Regions from separate parts of the Mus musculus genome. Here regions 2, 3 and 4 are each linked to region 1. The links are chromatin contacts, called in public promoter capture Hi-C maps. All regions are on one chromosome and are shown on one strand. The core of a region is the stretch at or near the end of the contact, and the rest is flanking DNA. Distances in the headings are between cores, read along the strand shown. Region 1 holds the start of Ddit4l (DNA-damage-inducible transcript 4-like). Region 2 has its middle 44 kb from the start of Bank1. Region 3 overlaps Bank1 (B cell scaffold protein with ankyrin repeats 1). Region 4 holds the start of 4933401H06Rik (RIKEN cDNA 4933401H06 gene).

What was found. Promoter capture Hi-C pulls out the DNA fragments that hold promoters and counts their contacts.
Region 2: a promoter capture Hi-C map of hippocampal neurons shows a contact between it and region 1, with 3 times the contacts expected there. The contact joins the enhancer-like site here to the promoter of Ddit4l in region 1. A contact is called at or near these places in 4 of 39 promoter capture datasets (cranial neural crest, hippocampal neurons, liver and 1 more), 3 of 115 datasets of contacts at active chromatin or transcription factors (astrocytes, embryonic stem cells and forebrain) and 2 of 9 other capture datasets (adipose tissue and embryonic stem cells).
Region 3: a promoter capture Hi-C map of hippocampal neurons shows a contact between it and region 1, with 4 times the contacts expected there. The contact joins the enhancer-like site here to the promoter of Ddit4l in region 1. A contact is called at or near these places in 6 of 39 promoter capture datasets (the HPC-7 cell line, cranial neural crest, hippocampal neurons and 3 more), 1 of 115 datasets of contacts at active chromatin or transcription factors (astrocytes) and 1 of 9 other capture datasets (liver).
Region 4: a promoter capture Hi-C map of pre-B cells shows a contact between it and region 1, with 10 times the contacts expected there. The contact joins the promoter of 4933401H06Rik here to the promoter of Ddit4l in region 1. A contact is called at or near these places in 11 of 39 promoter capture datasets (the 3T3-L1 cell line, the C10 cell line, cranial neural crest and 7 more), 2 of 115 datasets of contacts at active chromatin or transcription factors (embryonic stem cells and stem cell-derived neural progenitor cells) and 1 of 9 other capture datasets (adipose tissue).

Annotation. Positions count from the first base shown.
Region 1 is chr3:137,621,593-137,627,181 of GRCm38.p6, forward strand. Ddit4l (DNA-damage-inducible transcript 4-like) reads left to right here and starts at 2,080. Exons shown (of 3, transcript NM_030143.4): 1 at 2,080-2,291; 2 at 2,540-2,681; 3 at 4,374-5,589. The coding sequence starts at 2,591. The coding sequence ends at 4,864.
Region 2 is chr3:136,367,685-136,373,265 of GRCm38.p6, forward strand. No RefSeq gene overlaps it. Among named protein-coding and RNA genes, the nearest start is that of Bank1, 44 kb to the left of the region's middle. Within about 2 kb of position 2,012, at least 11 of the 459 cell types and tissues checked have an H3K27ac peak or open chromatin away from gene starts, as enhancers often do. A contact at or near this core is called in hippocampal neurons, where this site is marked.
Region 3 is chr3:136,163,515-136,168,830 of GRCm38.p6, forward strand. All of the region lies in intron 7 of Bank1 (B cell scaffold protein with ankyrin repeats 1), which reads right to left. Among named protein-coding and RNA genes, the nearest start is that of Bank1, 160 kb to the right of the region's middle. Within about 2 kb of position 2,132, at least 45 of the 459 cell types and tissues checked have an H3K27ac peak or open chromatin away from gene starts, as enhancers often do. A contact at or near this core is called in hippocampal neurons, where this site is marked.
Region 4 is chr3:135,838,901-135,844,043 of GRCm38.p6, forward strand. It overlaps 4933401H06Rik (RIKEN cDNA 4933401H06 gene), which reads right to left and starts at 1,369. Exons shown (of 5, transcript NR_040540.1): 1 at 1,207-1,369; 2 at 731-934. The region is part of intron 2 of Slc39a8 (solute carrier family 39 (metal ion transporter), member 8); the gene reads left to right.

The sequences.
Region 1 (5,589 bases), core at 830-3,329:
TTCTACTGAACAATTGTTGGGAATTGGGCTGCCGACTGTAAGTCATCAATAAATTCCTTTACTATCCATAAGTTCTGTGACTCTAGAGAACCCTGACTAATACAGTAGTCTTGGTTTTTCTTGATTCTGTTTGAATCCTTAAAATATTTCATTTTCTTAAGTCATCTACTTAGATGCAAAGATAGAAGTTGGTGAGAGCATGTGGCTTGAAATCATGTTAGGTGACCTTTAAGAAAGACAATCTCTGTCGGTTACTGCAGGTATATGCTCTACACCTCCTGATTCCTCCTGCCCTAAGCTTCCTGATAGCATCACTCGTTCAGTCAAAAAGAATGCTCTTATTTGAAATTTTTGCATATGGGTAAATTGCCTTCTGAGATAAAAGCCCAGAGAGTGATATAAAATTGTAGCTAGGTGAGCCAAAAGTAAATACCACATTCTAGAACTTTCTATAACTTTGTCCCGGTGGAAGTATGAATTATGCCTAAATACCCGAGTGGAAATGCTGCATTTTCTCTATTCTACCCACGTCCATTCTGATCACTTACTATCATAACACTAATAACATTCCTTGAAGCAGGGAGGACGCAGCTGTCATTAACAAGGCTGACTAGATAAGGACCAGCGGCTCTGTAGCAGCTAAAGGACCCATTCTAACCGGCTTAAATGGGATTGCTTGTTTTCCACTTTTGTTATTAAAATAGAAGTGGAAATCTGCTTTCCCCAGCCTATCAGCATCCCGTGCCTGAGCCTGCCTGACCTTGAGCAGTGCAGCTGCTTCGGGAGAGTTAAAAATGGACCTTCAAGCTGGCTTTAGTTTCTGTTGCTCTGCCTGCAAGTGTCCTCCCACTGATCTGTTTATCACACTCTCTTTACCACTTTTGTTGTTGTTTTTCCTTCTGAGAGTTTTTTTAGCCTGGACAGCGGATCCTACTTCTCAAGGCCCTAACCTGCAGGTCCTTCCTTGCACGTGGGGACCCAAAGTGTGCGGGAGTGGTGCTGGAACCTGGCCTTGAATGAGGTTCACCCTCACCCCAAGTATCTCGGTCTCTTCCTTTTCTGATCCACCTCAACCATCTCAGCAACCTCAGCAACCTCGCTGGGAACGCCCACCCATTGCAAACCCTGTGCCACTGGCGCAGGGCAGCAGGAAGGGTGGCTTAGTAAAGTTAGAAGAAAACGTTTGGCATCGTGCTTTTAGTGGTGTCCCAGACCCTCTGTTCCCTCTTGCTCAAGACTCCCCGGAAAGAGTCGCAGAGCTTATCCTAGCAGGACAACTCTTTATTCTCATGCCCCACAAGCTTTTTAAAGACCACTAAAGCTTAAACTTCTTCCCAAACAAGCCCACCGGGAACTTTTGCTTCTGGGAATGGCAATTGCTCCTAACTATCCTGCGGCTGGAGCAGGCAACTGAGATCCTGTTAGTGGTTTTGTTTAGTTTCTTGGCACTGGCCCTCTTCAATTCAAGTTCTGTGCCTTTCGAAGCCAGGTCTTAGAACAGGGCCAGGCTCGCCCTGGCCGCGGAGAAAAACGGTTTAGTCACAGATGTAGTATCCCCAAAGATGCCCCATTGATTCCTGAGTGCAGCTGAAGCTAGAGAGCCCTTACCACATCCCGACCACCTGCGGGGAGACTGGGTGCGGACTGGAGCTGATGGGTTAGAGTCAGAACATGGGCATAAAGGATGCTCACAGAGCACAGTGTCAACTAAGCCAAATACTTATTCAGAATGACACAGCAAAGTTTTGGGTCATGCCTAACAGGACCTGGAGCTTCTAGCTGCTTGAAAAGTTCCATAGCCAAAACCTGAGCAGTCTGAGCCTGGAAGCAGGCAAGCTGTGGGCAGGGGCTCACGCCAAAGAATCTAGGTTAGTGGCCGAAGGGAGATGCTCTTTAGGAGGGTGACCAGTGGCCAACTCAGGGTGACCAGTGGCCAACTCAGGAAGCAGCAGGTGTCCGCCCAAGGCGAGGCTGATCACCAACTCCCAGGGGCTTGCCTGGGCCCCTGCCTGGGAAGGAACTGAAAGGTGACCTGACCCTGCAGGGGCGGGCCGGGGCACGGGCCCGAGCGAGTGGCGCAGGTGGGCGTGCCGGCCAGGAGGAGAGGCGGGACCTATAAAGCGCTCTCCATTCGGGAGGCGGAGCGGCCGGGTGCAGCCTGTGCTGGTGGGCGCGGTGGCCCGCAGCCTTCGGCTTGCTGCAGGACTGTGCAGGGGACCACTGTCCAAGCTTCGGACTACTGAGGGGCGCCTGCCTCGGTTTACCCTTCAGCGTCTGGTGAAATCCGGCAGGTGAGCGACCCGAGGAGGCGGGATAGGGCAGGGTCGCTTCCCAGTTGTGCTGACTTTCCAGCTACTTCCAGCCTGTTGGCTTTAGTTGGCGCCTCCGCTCCTAGGGCTTTGTCAACTTGAGTTGCTAAGGCTGGTCCCTCCCTTTGGAAGGGCAGTGCCCGGGCTAGTTCGCCCTGGCGATGCCGGGACTCTGAGGAGCCTGTGCACTTCTTGCGTGCTTTTGCAAACTTCTCACTTTTTCCTCCCAGCGCCTAGGGAAAGATCCGTTCTGCTCCGCGAGGGAAACAGAGCCGTTGACCATGGTTGCAACGGGCAGTTTGAGCAGTAAGAACCCGGCCAGCATTTCAGAGTTGTTGGACGGTGGCTATCACCCTGGGAGTCTGCTAAGTGGTGAGTCTCTGGGCTGTCCACCTCTTTCCTATCCGAAGGTTGCGGGGCCCCTCTCTAGTGTAAGCGTCCCTGCCTGAGTGCGCGAGACTTCATCTCCTCCTAGAGACACAGAGGACTATGAAACCCATCTGAGATCTCTTTCTAAACTTCCTTTGCATTGTCTGCCCACCAAAAACAAACGTAAGGGGAATAATGCGTTGTTCCAGTCTGCTAAGAGGCTCTTGGGGATGAAGTTCCCTATCTCATGGTTGGAACATTAAGTGTACAGGCTGGGTGTGTTTAAAGACATGCGCTTACTTGTGTAGCTAGCACCACCACGTCCGTCCCCCCTCCCCCCCCCCCCCCAAATTCTCCCTTTTCTGTTTGCCACCTAATCCTTCTCTTTCCCGTCTCCAGAAGACCATCCTTCGGCATTTTGTTACCACGTTAGTTTTGCTTTTAGAATGTTAAATAATAAGTGTATATGCTCTTCTCAGTTCGGTTTGCTTTCCCACCGTGTGATGTTGTAGAGTTATACACTTACCTCATCAGTGAGTTCCTTTTCGTTGCTAAGTAAGATTCTATTATGAAATGCACCCACTGTGCATTAATGTCAGAAGAAAACTTGAACAGCCCTGGTTCTACAGGAATCATCATTTGCAACTTGAAACGTCAATTTCTAATCTGACAGACTATTCAACTATGGAAGAGTGGTGTGAGCATATATTAAGTGGCTTAAGCTCTTTAGATTTTCTTCATCTATAAGATAATATTATAATTCTAAATTTGTCTGTCTTCAATGTGGATAAAAATACAGATATGATTTGGAATCTATTTGTTGGAATTTAAAAAATAAAACAAAAAACAAAAAACAAGCAGTGCCCTCTAAGTGAGCTAATGACATAGAAAACCAGGAGAGGAGAGGAAGGCTCGTGGCCGCAGTGTGGCATGGCACCCGGCCAAGTAGTAGGATTAATTTGGAAGGTAGGTGACCAAATGCAGAGCTATCTTTTTTCCTCTGAGTAAACCTAACTTTGTTTTCCTGGGACTGTTTTGTTTTGCTCAGCTAAGAAAAACTGACCCAGCCCGGTTATAAATAAACTCAGGAACCTCAAAAGTCCTCTCTCCTCTGCGAGCAAACTTGAATCAAACAGGTCAAAGCCAACACTGGACCTCCAGGCCATCCTAGTAAGGACTTCTAACGAAAACTAAGGCTGGTAGATCATTAGCATTGGGACAGGCTCACTTTACAGCGTTTGAAACCATTCTGCACGCCAACGGTCCCTTTGTTAAGCAATAGTGATGATTTTTATTCCAGATGTTCTGCATGGACTTGTGAAAAAAAACTAAAATAAACTTGGAAAACCCTACAGAGAGAGCAAGGGGGAAAGGAGATCACTAGTAATCTTGGATGACCTTGGACAGATTTTTGCCACATAATCCTCAAGACTACGGGGAGAGAAGAAATTGTAAAAGAGGGTTGTTTTAACCTATTCATTATGTTTATCAGAGTCTTTAGGGCATAGATGAGCTTTCAGTCCTGAAAGGTTAGAAGGCCTGTTCTATTACCTACATGGTTAACAGCAAAATTGAGATGAGAGAAAGCAGTATTAAAAGCAGGTAGATATGAAGCTAGAAGTGGCCAGTCTTACTATGCCAGTAAGACCTCGTACACCTTGCTTCTCTGTTCACTAAAACTTTCATTTCTTTCAGATTTCGACTACTGGGATTATGTTGTCCCTGAGCCCAACCTCAACGAGGTGGTATTTGAAGAGACAACATGCCAGAATTTGGTTAAAATGTTGGAGAACTGTCTGTCCAGATCAAAGCAAACCAAACTTGGTTGCTCTAAGGTCTTGGTCCCTGAGAAACTGACCCAGAGAATTGCTCAAGATGTCCTGCGGCTCTCGTCCACGGAGCCCTGCGGCCTTCGGGGTTGTGTTATGCACGTGAACTTGGAGATTGAAAATGTATGTAAAAAGCTGGATAGGATCGTGTGTGATGCTAGCGTGGTGCCGACCTTTGAGCTCACGCTTGTGTTTAAGCAGGAGAGCTGCCCGTGGACCAGCCTCAAGGACTTCTTCTTTAGCAGAGGTCGCTTCTCCTCAGGCCTTAAGCGAACTCTGATTCTCAGCTCAGGATTTCGACTTGTGAAGAAAAAACTGTACTCCCTGATTGGAACGACAGTCATTGAAGAGTGCTAAGGAGGAAAAACAATTAAAGGCCCCTAATGAGTGGATAATAAACCTCTGAAGCTATCCAGCCAGTCATTTGTAGTTTGCCTGCTTGCCCTCACCAGGAAATCCCAGATTTAGGCCCTTTTCCTTCTGTGTGTCTCACCCATAGCAACCCACTTTAAAGGCTGATTTTTTTTTTTTTTGTCCAGCTTTTAAGACATAATTCAAGAGAGCAAATTGCCCACATATGTGTCCATATGGGATAGAATGGAATAAGGAGGAAAAAGAAGCAATCTCCTTTAATTTTATATTTGGTCTCATATTTAGCAGGTAGTCTTAGCAACAGAGCAAGATCCACTTTGCCTAATTTGACTTTCATGTGCCCAGGGCTTGCTGTTATTGTACCCGCCTCTCTCTCTCTCTCTCTCTCTCTCTCTGTGTGTGTGTGTGTGTGTGTGTGTATATATATATATCTGTCTGTCTCTCTCTGTCTCTCTGTCTCTCTCTCTCTCCTCCCCTCCCTCCCTCTCTGAGAGCCATCTTTTCAATGACAGGACCTGACAAGATGATGTGCAGCCCCATCAAAACATATAGAGATCTGCACTACCAGCTTCCTCCCTGAATTTGAAGAGCTTTTACACAAGAGGGTACAGTTAAATTGATCCGCTGGATTAAAACATCACCTTACATAGAGCGAATAAACATCACAGTGACAAGAGCATGGCTTCCCTGCCTGGTGGTCTCCCCACACC
Region 2 (5,581 bases), core at 762-3,261, 1.3 Mb before region 1:
TATGTAGCAGGAGATGGCCTAGTTGGCCATCAGTGGGAAGAGAGGCCCCTTGGTCTTGCAAACTTTATATGCCTCGCTACAGGGGAACGCCAGGGCCAAGAAGTGGGGGAGTGGTGGGTAGGGGAGCGGGCGGGGGGACTTTCTGGATAGCATTTGAAATGTAAATGAAGAAAATATCTAATAAAAAATTGAAAATAAAAAGAAATCAGTTAGCACATGCTAATTGATATGACCTTTTGAAATGTATCCTAAACTAACTTCTGAAAAGCACTAAGACATTGAATAAGCAGTTTCCCTTTGGAATCTGTCCTCACAAGAGAGAAATGTGTTTAAGGGTGTTTACACAAGATATTTTATTCATCTGTAAGAGAACATTAAAATAAAGGAATGTATGAAAATGTATTGTGCCTAAGCTCAAAGCATGGTCATGATGGAAAATCAAGTCAAAATATAATATGCTGATATAAATCCTGATTTATATGATAGTATGAACAGTGTGATCTAACCATGGAGAAACAGGAAATCTGGCTTCTGCTTGGAAATGATGAGAGAATTAGAAAGAGTCAGCTTGGACTTTGTACTTATATTTAGAACATTTTATTGAGATCTATGTGGCATGAGAGGTTGTGGATTTGTATTTAATACAGTTTGGAAATGAAGATCCAGCAAACCAGTTACAACGATTTTCTGTGCTGTATACCCAGGACACGCCACCAAAAGTTTTCTCTGTCATCTCTAAGATTATTAGGTTTGGTCTCTTGTTACTTAGTCCAGATACTGGGAGATTATCAATGCTTCTCTCCTTTTATTTTTATGGAGAAATTATACTATTCTCAAATTTTAAAAAATGAAAAAGAAGTTCTGGATAGGGGCTTTTAAATGGAGATGTGATGTGGAAAAGAGGAAGCTGTCGATACTTCACAAGAAAAAGTGGCAATAATAAATCTGTATAGATCAAATATTTACCACCCAGATACTCCGGCCCAGATATTTCATAACTCAGAATGTTTCCCCATATTTATAAAGATAATAAGATGTGTTTATCTCAGAAGCTTTATGTGAAGTTCAAAGGCATTACACCAAAGATTGTATTTCAGCAAGAAAAACAACACAGTATTGCCCAACACAAACAAAACATGACTTCTCTTTTTTTACTTTTCGTTCTCTTTTTTGCATTTTATTTTATTGTTTATTTTTTATACTCCACATTTCATTCCCTGCCCCTCCACATCCACCCTCCATCTGCTCCACATCCCACACCTCCACCCCACCCCACCCCGTCTCCACATGGATGCCCCATTCTGACCCCACCTGACCACTAAACTCCCTGGAACCTTCAGTCTCTTGAGGGTTAGGTGCAGCATCTCTGAATGAACACAGACCTGGAAGTCCTTTACTGTGTGTGTGTTAGGGGTCTCATATCAGCTAGTGTATGCTGTCTGTTTGGTGGTACAGTGTTTGAGAGATCTTGAGGGTCCAGATTAATTGAAATTGCTGGTCCTCCTACAGGATGGCCCTTCTCTTCAGCTTCTTTCAGCCTTCCCTAATTCAACAACAGTGGTCACCTGCTTCTGTCCATTGGTTGGGTGTAAATATTTGCATCTGATGTCACTGAAGCTGGTGGGGAGATGGAAGAAGTGGGGTAAATGGGACAGAGACACCAGACACGGGAGTTATGCACAGTCCTGGAGACATTGCAGCACCATATGAGGCACAGGAGTTATCCACAGTCACCGGGACATCAGCAGCTCGAAGGTGAGAGGAAGGGTACTGGGTGAGAGAAACCGGGAACCAGCAAAGTTTCTTCATCTGCTTCAAGGGATTGCTGTGTCGAAGTGGCATTGCTCTGGTTTGCCATAGTTCAGAGTGACGACGAGGCCAGGAATGATTTCTGTTCCACCCGTGGCTATATTTCAATATTGTGTGGCAGTTTCTCATCTTAATTAGCCTCTGATTGGAGGACAGCTTGGCTGAAACTCACCCAGGAGGCTCGTGGGCAACCCACTTACACCCCTGCATCCCAGCGGATGCCACTCACAGATGGCCAATTTCCCCCACGGAGTGATTATTTTCATCATCGGTGAATAAAGTCCAGGGATTTTATTATGAAACCTTTGTCCTGAAGTAACTTGCTCAGAAGCACACAGTAAGTACAAAATCTCTCAGTAAAGCTTCAGCTCTTTTTTTTCTCCTACCAAACAGCTCATTTATCCTTAAAAGAGAGTAGGCACAACGGAAATACGCTGTAATAAAATCAACTAGGTTCTAAGAGCACTTTGTATTTTATTCCTTTAAAAATGTTTTCCTCTGTCTAGGTCTCCTTTGAATCAACAATATAAAAGCAAATCAATGCTCCTCAGCTGACATTCAGTACATCCCACGCTGGTAACGTGGGGGATGGATGAGTGCAGGGGCGTACTCACAGTGCGGAAAGTGAGCATAAAGTGTGAGCTGTCCGCATAAGACTGAAGAGACATCACTGTCACTTCCTGGTGAAGTTCCAAACCTGTCCTTCGGATCAGTATCGCTTTACATATGACTTGGTGTTTAATGAAGCCTCGGGAAAAGATCAGAGACAGACCATTCAGTCTAAAAGGAGGAGCCATCAGGCAGACGCTATAAGTATTCCTATTCATTCTTCTACAGTCGAAGTGTTTTCAGATTCCTAGAACATTGTGAGTTTTTCCTGCTTTTCTTTATTATTATTATTATATATTTTCTTTATTTATATTTCAAATGCTATCCCGAAAGTTCCCTATACACTCCCCCGCCCTGCTCCCCTTTTCAAAACATCCAAAAGAACACTTTATAAAATTACAACTGCAAAATACGATTTACACTGAGTGACGGTAACATCAGTTACGTAATTTAGGCTAATCTTGAGGAACGCTAGGCTACACTTGTTTGTTTTTTAAGGACTATTAGGAGACTAGACAGAATCTATCATAGTTTAGACATGTCTTGAGACAATTCCACTGCTCAAACTCCTGCTTATTTAATTCTGTAGGGGTTCTTTCATACCTCCCACTTTTCCTGATCTGTCTCAAAATGTTGTGATGGCAGAAGTAGGGAAACAATGATAATTTTATGGAGAATTTATTTTATTTTATTTTGTTTTATTTTATTGAAAATAGATTTTATTTTGGTATATTCTGGTTATAGTCTCCCCGCTACTCCCCCAAGTTGCTCCCCATTCACATTGACATCCTTTCTGTGTCAGAAAACAAATCAGCATTTAAGGAATCATAATAAAATAAGATTAAAAAAATAGGAATCCGACCAAACATCCAACCACAAAGAGACTGCAGGAAAAGCACAAGGCATGCATATAGATGCAGTGACACTCCCACTCACACACACAGGACTCCTACCAAAAACACAAAAGTGGAAGCCTTAATATATACACAAAGGACATCTATGGAAGTAAAACAAACAACAACATGGAGAAATCTGCCTGGTGGTCAACTGAAAGCCTCATCCCTTCTGCATATTGTTCATAATGACAGAAGGAGTCATGGATGCTGCCAGAAAGGAGATCCCCAGTCACACATGGCTATGGATTGCAAGCTGCAGCAATAACCTGCCTGGCCATATGTGTCCGTAAGTGCAATAGTGGCACGCATGTTAGAAAAGTAGTCAACGACTTTTGAAAATATTGGATTAAGGTCTTAATTATGGAATGGAACACATACTTGACTGTGTCTAGAAAGGTCAATGCCATTAAGGGGGAGTCTACTACTACTATTCTGTTACATGGATATAACAATATAAAGGTTCCTAATCATACATTATACCCATAAAGCATCAACCATCATTCAGCTTTGATAAGAAAAGCATTTTCTTGCAGTAAACAGCAATGAACACCAAGACTTAGGAGTGCTCAGCTATAAATGGGTGCCTACAACATACCCCGCTTCCACCTCAAGGCTCATGGATCTATGTTGAAATGTGTATGAGAGTCAGAGGTGATGGATGGCTCCATGGAAACAGTGTCTTCTAGATACAACATGGTGGATACACATATGAAGTCACAGGAACAGTGACAATATGAACGAAACCAATCTACCCAAACTCAAGCTATATAAAATGGCAGCCTGGAGGAGGAAACAGGGGGATAAAGTCAGACCCCTAGGTGAGGAACTTTGATATTTTATTGCTGCTGGAAGAGCACAAGTCAGTTTTGTTCAATAGAGTATCACCTGGCTTACACCACACTCCAAGACACGCTCCATGCCCACAAGTAGGACAACGCAAACTAGACTTGAGGGACCAGACTGTGGGATGTGTGTGTGTGTGTGTGTGTGTGTGTGTGTGCTGAGAGAAAGAGAGTACATGAAGTTGGATAGGTAGAGATGTGAAGGAGCATCCAGGATAACTGGAGGGATTAGGATGAATATGATCAAACTATATTGTATTAAAATTTCAAAGAATAATAAAGTCATCATTTTATAAAGCGATATGTGTGGTTGTAAGTTTCTGATTCTTATACTTGGGAGGTGGACAGAGAAAACTATCTGGGGCTCATTAGCTAGCAAGTTTCAGATCACTGATTGAACCTGTGTCACAGGCACTTGTGCACATACACACCTCCCCCAGTCCCCACCCCCACATATACACACACGTAAAGACGTGAATAATAACTGAGGAATATTATCAGAGGTTGTTCTTCTGGCTTTCACATGCACACATTTGCAAGAGTAAATGTGTGCCTCAACACGTGTGTACCTGCACATACATGAACTATACACATTTTTACACATATGTGTGTGTGCATACACATGCACACAAACATATTCATATCCCTCTCACTCCATAAATCTTATTCCATTAATGGCTAGAAAAATGTGGATGAAAAATCTCTACTTTATGTCTCTGGATTTCTCAAAACATCTTTGATCCCTATCTCGTCAGCAGACTTTAATTTTTACAGGGAGTGGGCTTCTCTTTGCATGTGACAGAGGAGAATGGGTACAGAGTTCTCTGGATTAGACTGCCTCTCAAAGCTGCAATAGGGTGGAGTTTGTCATCGAAATCAAAATTTATGGAGAACCGGGGTTATAGCTCACTGTACAGCATATGCTTGCTATGCGTGATACTTGGATTTTAATACACAGAATTATAAGTAAATAGATTAATAAAATTTTGCATATGATTAACTGTCCTAAGAACTATAATCAGAATTAAAATGGATGGACTATGAAAGGGGATGTCACTTAGATCATTTAATATATACTCTAGAATGAATCTATACATTCTCCTACAAACAAACTCATTCTGCTTTCAGTACAAGCAGTTCCAGGGATGAACTCACCTGATGTTATACAACTGATGCTCAAGATGGTCCATAATGCTGCCCATGCCTGACACTCAGGTTCTGTTGTTAGCCTTACCCTTGAACATAGAGGTAGAAACTGATGGTGTCTAGCAACTTGGCAGCAACAAAGTTGGGTCTGCTGCATCCATAATGATATCACGAGTTTATAATGTGCCTTTAACCAGTCTTTTATTAATTGCTTTCTTGATTCATACAACTTATTGAGAATACAACTTACTGGTTGTAGAGGGATCCTTTCTCACACTG
Region 3 (5,316 bases), core at 882-3,381, 1.5 Mb before region 1:
GTAGTCCTTTATACTGGGGCATAGAACCTTCACAGGACCAAGGGCCTCTCCTCCCATTGATGATCAACGAGGTCATCCTCTGCTACATATGCAGCTAGAGCCATGAATCCCACCATGTGTTTTCTTTGATTGGTGGTTTAGTCCCAGGGAGCTCTGGGGGTACTGGTTAGTTCATATTGTTGTTCCTCCTATAGGGCTGCAGACCCCTTCAGCTCCTTGGGTACTTTCTTTAGCTCCTTCATTGGGGACCATGTGCTTTGTCCAATGGATGGCTGTGAGCAAGCGGCTTTTGATTAGTGTTTTATCAAAGCAACAGAGAGAAAACCAGATCAATGACTGTTTGCGCATAACTATTCTTCATAAGACTGTGCTAGAATCCCACAGAGATACACAACAATCTTGACAAATGACAAAATGTTACCTGTTCTTACTACACTGGGCTTCGTTGGGTACCTAGTCATTTTGTTTTTCCTTGTATATGGCTGTATAAATAGCCTGTTTAACCTAGAGTGAAAAATAAGGACAGAGAAGTTGTAACTTCCTTATGTGTCTTCCTTACAAGTTGTGTGGGTGCTGTGTACTCGGAGGCCACTTAATGAATTCCATTTGTATTTAGAATACTATTATTTGCTGGGTTTAGGTAAACATGTCTTTCTAGTTTAGTTCATGAAAGAATCATTTAATGAGAAGTAGAGGCCTTAGATCTGGCTAGAATTGTTGTGACCACTATGCTTTTCACCCATATCAAAGGGGCACCAAGTCCCCTATGAGGAGTACTTGTCTTGGAACTGATGAGGGAGCACCATGGCCTCTTTGAAGATGCATCCTGATCTCTGAGGCAATACTCTCATCCCTATGGGGAACACTCAACTCCTATGAGGGACTATGCTTGGATCCATGTAGTGAGTTTCTACACCCATTTGAGAGTGGGATAGCATGAGCTAGGGACCCCATTCATATCTATGTGAGGGAGCATCCAAGCTCTGTGAAGGAACACTCTGGCCAATGTGAGGGAGCACTCTCATTCCCGTGAGAAGTACTAAGGCCAATGCATAGGAATGCCCCAGTTCATGTAAAAGAAGGCACCTGACAACATGACATAACAAATGTGCTTATGTGAGGAGGCCTCCAGCCTATGTGAGGGAAGGCCATGGTCCCTTTGAGAGAGCACCCTCATCTATGTGCAGGAACACCTGGCCTTGGGGGAAGCACCTGGCTCATGGCTAAGACCCCATGCTCTTCTCATGTCAATTTGTCAGCAGTGGAATTCTCACTCTCAATGATGTGTTCATTCAGGGAAAGTAGTGATCTTTCTGATAAACTGATAAATGACCTGAGTGTCACAAGGATGAGGTAGAATCCTGACCCTCAGATCTCTGGTAACCTAAGCCAGAATTGGTTTGTTACCTTTACAATGAGGTAAGCAGTTTCATCATGTGACTTTTCTAATAGACTTTACTCTTGATAGGTAAGACTTCTGCTCCTTCAGCCTCGATCAAAGAAATTGTACAATTGTATAGAAACAAGCATTACTTCCAACCTCTGGATGTGGAACCTCATTGATGAGTTCACTCCTGGGACTGCCTTTTCTGTTCATGCCTACAGATAATGAGGGGGAATACTGCACACATGTCCGATGAGATATTAATCTTTGAAGGTGTATAGTTCCACCTAAATATTGTTAACTTGCTTTGGCATAGTGGGCATTTTCTTGCTATGGTTGAACATTTTCAAATTTTAGTAGTGTTCTACATATCGACTGTTCTTGCCTGTATCATCAGAAATCTACTCTCTAGGAAGCATCTTAAGAGGCTTCAGTGCTGAGAGGAAACATCTCAAGCTGGACACAGGGTTTCACTGCTATACTGTGCCTTTGACTTTGGTTCCGTAATTATGACTTCCTGGCAGAAAGTTGATTTCACAAGACAATCTGTGAGTTTTATACATCAAAGTGAAATTATCAACATACCAGAAGCTTTCACACTGTCCTCTCAAGGGCTTTTGGTTATGTATGCTCTCAGCTATTTGAGATGGTAGTGTTTCCCAAAATACCTGCATTGCCATGCAGTCTGCCACCAGAGTGCTGGAGTGCAGCCATGGCTGGCAGCGAGGCAGTTCCTGCTATGGGAAGGACTCTGCTGAGCCGAGCCTGTGTACAGGACTGATGTCAGTATCCATTATCCACACAGCTGCTACGGATCCTTCTATCATCCTCCATCCCCCCCTCCACCATTTCTTATTGGAATCCAGCTTGTGGCAAACTGATTACAGTAGAGTGACCACTGCAAGGATGAAGACAAGAAAAGCTTTAAGGACATGTGAAAGTGTTATCTTTGAGTAGGAAAGCAGTCCTGTAATATTCTAGAAAAATAGCACCAGATGGGCCCGGTTGGCATACAACTACCCGAAACAGCAAGAATTATTTTAAGAGAGAGAGAGAGAGAGAGAGAGAGAGAGAGAGAGAGAGAAGAAAGAAAGCAAATCACTGGGGCAGCCTGCTGCAAAGCAACAAGAAAAGGCAGTAGCTGTTTCCTCAACATGACTTAGTGTCTTATTCCAGTTCACACAGCCTAACAGAATGCCACAGGCTGGATAATTTATAAACAATGGATGATTACTGGGCACACAGTCCTGGGTGCTGCAAAGTTCCATGGGCACCAGCAATCTAACAAATGGGCAGCAGCCCATCTATGCTAGGCAGACACGGGGAGTCAGAATGAACTCACGCTTTTTGTAAAATACACACCTGCAGTGGTGGCACTGATCTGTGAGAACAGACTCAGCACCACCCAGACACTTCTTAAAGGGCCCACCTCCCAGTTCTGAAATAGTGATGAATAAACTTCAATTCCTCTTTTGGAGGGGATATTCGAACTTAGTAAAGCAAGGACAGATTTCTATATCATGCTTGCTTTTAAAGTTTGGCAGTTCAATCAACTAGCTTACCTTGAGAAACTTCTTAGCAACTTTTAGTATCCCTTAAAATCTGTAAGGTAGATTTTGCTTCTAGGATTAACTTGAATTTAGTACCTGCCAGATAATAAGTAAATAAATGGTCAAGTAGAAACAAATATTGACCTCTAACAAAAATTGTGAAGATAGTGAAGATAGGCACCGCTGAAAAAAGGAGTTGTAGCTTCAAGTCTTGTGCTTCAAGAGGAAGACTGAATAACCAAGAAAAACACAAGATGCACATATAGCCCAAATGGCAAGTTTTCAAAGTTTCCACATAATCTTGAACTCCTCAGAAAGTTCACATAGTTTTCTATTTTGTTTCCAGGTCCAGTTCAGACAGTGTTTTCTTGATGATGGATCAGCTACTCTGAAGGAGGTGAGTCATGGGAGACTCCCACACCAGAACTCTGCGGAGAAAGGACTACACATTGCCGACAGTGGCTTCATCCCAGAGTGGACCATGAGTAATCGCAAGAACGTGGTTTACCTTAAGAAATAACATCTGTCTCAAGAACTGGTTACTGGAAAAGTACTAATCTCAAAGTAGTAATTCTTCTACTCTCTGCAATTTCCAGACACTGAAGACCAACTGAAGCAGGGAGAATAAACCAGTGAGACAGGGACATTATGTTACCCAACTTAAAAAGGCTTGTCTGACACAACTTTGGAGGGTTGATTACTAAGAGGACAATTAAGCCAAAAAAAAAAAAAAAAAAAAAAAAAAAAGCACATCCATTCTCCTATTGGTTAATCTGTTTTCTAATATAGTGAAGATTATAGGTTAATTTGTTTTCTGGTATAGTGAAGATTATAGCTGATGAGGAAAAACAGACTTGCCAGCAGTATTGTCGTACTAAGAGAAAAATGTGACAAGGGGCCTTTGGAAGACAACAACAGACAACGTGCAAAAAGCGATCAGTTGGTTTCCTGGGAACTAAGCGAGCATTTTTCTTTTTTTCTTTTAAAAAATGTATTGAAGATTTCATATGTGACTACAATTTACATCATTAAATCCCATCTTCTCTCCTTCTAACTCTTCCCATGTCCCCCTCTCAAGTTCTTGACCTTTATTTTTTTAATTTAATTTAATTAATTGAATACTTATTAAATATTATAGTTACATCTCTCCCTCGCTTTCTCCAACTCTCTATACAATTTCCTTCTGAATCCACTTAGTGTTGCTCTCATCTATATGTCTGTGTAGGGTGTACCACTTGAGATGGATTGAATCACCTCTCTGGGGACTTTTCTCTGGAGAAGACAGACTGACTTCCTCCTCTCTAAGCTGCCACTGTTTTCCTACAGCCCTTTATCTAGGGTGGGGTCTTGTAAGATCTCCCCACCCAGATTGAAATGTTGACGAGTGCTATCTTACTTATCTTCTATTGAGCTTCCTCTGTGAACTGATGGCAGAGCAAGGCATGGAGGTAGAGCAAGTGATGGGTACTGATAGGACTTTACATCCTTTCACAGAGAGGATCAAGAAGAACCCTTGGAATTACCTAGGCTATTCTCCAGGACTGCAGAGCATCTTCAAGTGCTGCATTCAAGGTCTGTTAACAACTTGATGTGCTTTTAGTTTGGGGGGAATAACCAAGCTTGCCTAAACCCGAAGATCTCTAGGACTTCCAAGGGAGCAGGGGATCATTTACTTCAGTCTCTGCTGGAGCTCCAGCTGTAATTACAAAGAATAAAAACAAACCAGAAAAGAAGATACTTTTACAATTGCCTGGAGAGCTGAAAGGTTCTGTGGGCGGAGAGGATGACCCGAATCAAAACTATGTGCCCGGTTTCCATGGAAATACAGGACAGAATGCTGAGGAAAAGTGAAAGTCATTTGATCCCATCTTCTGCCTACAGAGTCCTCCAGGGTAAGCCTTACTCTGGGTTTAGTGACAAGGAATGTATTCAAGTGATAATACTGTTACATGTATTATATGGAAACATCACTTTTAAATATTCTTAAAATAAGATATGTAAATTATATCTTAAAATATCTTATTTTAAATAAATAGGTAGTGGTTTTAAAAATACTGAAGGAGTCTTTTCATAAAAGCTCAATTTTAAAATGTAGATTATTTGGAAATATTTTGACAGTTATTAAGCAATCACCATACAAACATCATACTAAACATTTTATACCAATTATCTCCATTTCACTATCACACCAGCTATGAATGAAAAAAAACTTGTGTTTATTAGAAGTTCTCCCCTAAGAAATGCATATAGATGATTGACAGAACTGGGATACTCACAAAGACTTGATTCTCAAACTATGCGGAAATGATCTCCCCATTAATTTTTGAGAGTCTTACAATGCCACTTAAAAGGAGAGGGGGGTCAATCGTATAACTCAAAACT
Region 4 (5,143 bases), core at 119-2,618, 1.8 Mb before region 1:
TGGGATGGATCCCCATAGAAACACAAGTACATTGTTTAAAATTGGGAAAGCTAGATAAGCAGAAAGGAAAAAAAAAACCACTCATAATTTAGGACCTAGATACGAACATTCTCAACATATGGGCGTCTTTGTCTGTAAATTGCACTTTACCTGCCTTGTCGTAGCAATGCTATCTCTACACACGGCTTCATAAGGAGTTTTTCCTAATAGTGTCTAATTCATTAGACATTTTTGTCTTTATAATAATATATTCTAGAGAAGAAGTCTTCATATGCTCTTCAGAAAGACTTGGAAGAATGTATGTGTGTATGTGCACATGCATGCATGTATGTATGTATGTATGTAAGCATATTTGTACGTGGCCACGTATCTGTGTGATCTGATATATGTGTATTTCAGTATGTTTTAGTGCGTGTGTATGTGTGACTGTGAGTGGTGTATGTGTATATCTGCGTGTTCCTATGTGTGTATATATGTGTGTGTGTGAATGTGTGTTTGCGTGTGTTTCTGAATACATGCGCACCATTCAGCCCTAAGTAAGAAGCATAAGAAGGCGTGAGATAAAAATGGAAGCACTGATATCAGAGAATACTTGTCATCCCTAGTTCGGCCTCCTAGAGGATTATTCGTCTGGAGTGTTTCTTGCTCAAACCTTCTCTTTTAATGGTGTTAAGAATGTGTCCAAAAGTCAAGCCAAGAAAGATTGTGTCAACTCTGAAGAGGCACTTACAATGGTAGACTTGGGAGAGGCTGGTAGACAGCGAGCTGGAGACGCGTAAAGGGAGGGACACCAAGGTGTCTGGTCACCGAGTTAGGTAATCCCGTCATCACAGCGGACAGATCTGCCGTTTTCTCGTCCACTCCTGCTTCGAATGTTCCTGTTGTGTCATGCCTGTAAGCCACCAACCAGACTTTGTGACACCTGTCAGTGACCCTTGAAGAGATAAATCGGTGAAACGATCGCTTTTCTTCCAGGTTAGAAGAGACTTCCCGATAGTTACTTTCAAAGCTGCACTTTAAATGGTTGGGATCTAAGCTAGGTGCCCCACACTAATCTACTGTCACGGAGATTTCTGCACCTGTTTTGTTTCAGTTACTCTTGTACCTTTGGTTACATACACAAGCAGCCAAGAGCTCATCACTCCTTTCCACTTTATTTATCCCTGTTTTTATTTTATTCTTATTTTATTTTATTTTATTTGTCACCTGTCTACCAGGAACTGTTATGCGCCAGGCATTGTCAGAGTCCTATTAGTAAATATTACGGTAACATGAGCTCGTGGGATCTAGGTGGCTGCTTTCTCATCAGAGAAGCATTTTCAGTCTTCACATTTTCCTTCTTTAATGTAATCCATTGTCCTGGTCTCACAGAGTACGTTACATTACGTTACGTTACGTTATGTTACGTATGCAACGTGCGCAGCGGCAGTTCAGGTGCACTGACAGGCTGCCTCTGCTGTAGGAGAGAGTCCCGGATCTAAACAGCTGTAGAGAGTCTGTATCCAGATGGTCCACATTCATTGCTGGAAGCACGTGACCACGCCGGGCTCTCCCCAGCTGTGTTAGGAGTCTGAGCCTATGTTTGAGACATTGGGGTCAGTTGTTAGTTTCTGTTGCTTGAATGAAACCTTTGTGGACCCCAGCTTTCCCATTTGAAAGATGGGGATAGAAGGGAGAGATAGAACTGTATTTAAGTGATCTCTGTTCCCCACCTCCCCCGTCCCCACTCACAAGGATCCTAAGTAGTTTAAAGAGCAATTTAACTTTATGACCCTAAAAACTAGTAGGCCCAATAAAATACAGTTCCCTGCAGGATCCTGTGGATTTTCTTTTTATTATTTGAGTTACTCTCCATGTTTAATGAAGAAGACATAACAGTCAATCTCTAATTGCTTAGTAACGGGAAAACATGAGACTTGAATCTTCTCTTCACCTCCTATGAGCTAATCTTGGACAATTTATATTCCCAAGATGTTATTTCTTTGTCAAGGACCAGCCTTGGCATTGGAGTGGGGTTCTGAGAGAAGGGGTGTCTGGGAGTGGCAGAAAGAACGACTCAAAGTCAAATCATGGGTTCAAGCTGCCCACTCAGGTTCTGCTGAGATGGCTTTCCAGTCAGTCAGTCAGTCTGTCTGTCTGTCTGTCTGTCTGTCTGTCTGTCTCATCTAAAAACTGTCTGGTTGAGACAGCTCTCTCTGTAGGTAAAAGTTCTAAATGCTGTCTGGGTTTAGTCAGAGAAGCTGCTATAAAAAATTATTGGATCTTCCGACTAAGTCAGAAATCTTGGTAAGAAAAAATTCTTGAAGAGCTGTTTTGCTCTCCAGAGATTTCTAGAGAGCCCAGCTCTCACTAGAGAGAATTTCTAAACAACTGCTATCGCCTTTTGCTAGCTCATCTCATGCAGACCAAAAGCCCAGTTTTTTAATTTACATATCAATTCAGTTATTTATTCCAGGTTTCCTTTTGATTATATTTTGAATCAACATCCCGTGACCGCAGTCCTTTGATTCTTAAAAGACTGTAAGCATACATGCTGATCTTGAACTCAGGAATCTGCCTGCCTTTGTGTCTTTCTGACAGTCTAGCTCAGAGTGTAGCTGCCTTTGTTCCTTTAGATTCATGAAGCCCCCATAATTCATATTGCACTCTTATGTTTTGCATAGTTGAGAAATTATATATATTTTGAACTCATGTATTTATAGGTCTTTCCCATAGCCTTAAGGGCTGTCCTGAAGGTCCCAGCCTTTACCATTTTGCTGAGACATTAGCCACACCTTCTTCACCTGGACCCATGTTGTCAGATTATCCTGGAGACATTAATGTTAACAAAGAAGACATTCCTAGGAGGAATGTGAAATATGTGCATTATTATACAAACAAGCCTTATGCCCACAGCAGTCATCCATACTCGTGGAGGTTCACAACGGGGCCATGTCCCAGAGGCAAGAATCATATCACCAACTTACTCTGTCCCTGCCAGGGCCACACCTGGCTCGGCATCTCCTGGAGGTTCACACTAGGGACCTGCCCCAGGGTCAGGAGCCATGTCACTCTGTCCCCACCAGGGCCACGCTTGGCTTGGCATTTCTTCATCCACATTTTTCTGTTAATAGTAATTAATGTGCTATAGCTTTTGTTTCTCAGAATGCCTATGATAATTATTGTTTAGAAAACTCAGTTGTCGGTAAGTTGTGATTGAGTTTTCCTTGACTGGAAGCTTTTATCTCACCATGCCGTGTGCTTGCTTACCTTTATCATGTTTACCTGTTTTACATCTGTTTCCTGTGCTGAGGGACAAGTCAGTGATGGACATAACCCCTTTCCCAGCTTCTGCACCTGTGTGAAGAAAGGGTAAACAACCTATTTGGTTAATGAATACATGAAATGAAAACAGAGAGGAAGTAGGAAGGCCTCACAAGGGACAGAGGCCCAGAAAGTTGCCGGCAGGTTTGCATGCAGTTGGTTCACAGTGGCAGCCTGCCTAGAACAGGAGACTGTGCCTCACATGGTGTTGTGGGAAGGATGGCTTCCTACTCTTGGGTCACTGCTATCTATACACATGACAGATTCTACAAGGAAGCTGCATTTTTGCTGGAAACCAATGGCTATGGTAGTCAGTGGTGTAGCAGGCAAGGGTACAGAAGACACTAATAAGACATTAAGGATTCTTTTCATCTCGGACTCGAAGCCCTTGTCCCTCCTTCGGCTCTTTTGTTAAGGATTTGTAATAGATTTTTGTATAACTGAGTTACTTTATAATAAGGGAAAGTGAACTGATCTTGGTACTTCTTTCTAATTGTGATCACAAAATTGGCAAGTATTAAGTTACTCTCCCTTCCTCTACCAGTACAGAGAGAACACAGCCTGTGTAACAGAGTCACCCACACAGGGAAGCAGGCTCTGTATCAGAGTCCTTGTTGGGGATGCTTTTCTCAGAGTTCCAATCCACCACATAATCTGAAGTAGTCACTGGGGTGACTTTGGATGGTATAACATTTGCTTCTGGTTTGATTTGAAGAGGGTGGCAGCAGAGGCATAAGGGCATATGGTCTCATTGTCTGATTCAATGGGTGCTATTTGGCGAGACAGCCAAGTACAGGCCAAAAGAAGAATTGGGCAAGCTTTGAAGACTAAGAGAGCTTGTATTTGTCACCACAGGTAGCAGCCAGGCACTGTGACTTATGCCTGTTATCCTAGCACTTAGGGTGCTCAGGACTTTATAGTGGATTCTAAGGCTAACCTGAGCTACAGTGATCAACCAGACTTTCTCAAACAAATATAAACCAACGAGTGACTTTTTCCTATCAATTGGAACTCTTGCTTGATGAAGAAAAGAAAAAAAAAACACCAGTAACTTCCCTTCAGCTAAGAAGAGAATTCGTCCATCCAGATAAGCAGAGCCAAGGGGATATGAAATTCAGACATAGCCACACCCACAATCATGACAGTTTAAAAATCTTTTTCTAGGTCTGGATGTCTAGGTCTAAGTCATGTGTCACCTGGAAGGGCACAGGCATGATGGTGAGGTGCTCTGTGCCGACCAAAGGAGAGTGCAACCCAGGCAGGGAAAGGGCGCCCCCTACTCTTACTAGAGTTGAGTTTTCCTTACATTTTGCCTCTTTGGCATTGTTTCTTTCATTCTCTCTCTCTCTCTTTCTAGCTTCGTTGGTGCTAGGAACAGGGGTGGTGGTAGTGCCAGGGATTAACCCTAAAGCTTCAGAGGTTAGGCAACTAGTCTCCAGCTCCGCTGTATTCTCACCTGGTTTGTTTTGTTTTGCTTGTTTTGTTTTGAGACAATTTCAGCCCTTAGCCCAGGCTGGTCTTCAACCATCTCACGATTCGGTGCCTTGGCTTCTTGAATGCTGGGATGACACATGGTTATCACCATTTCTGGGTCTGTTCTCTGTATTCCCCAGGCACGTGCTCTCTTCCAAAGCATGCTTTCTCCTGACCCCCTCACACCTACCCTGCTATCACTGCTCCACAGAAGACAGGCACAGCCTTATCTCTGGCTTCTGTGCTTCTCAATAGAGCTCGTCACTCATCACCATCTGGTGTCCTGCAGGCATTACGAATTTAGATGTCTGAAATGCACTGGCCACCCTGCTGCCGAATGTCCTACCAGGACCAACATCCGCTTTCC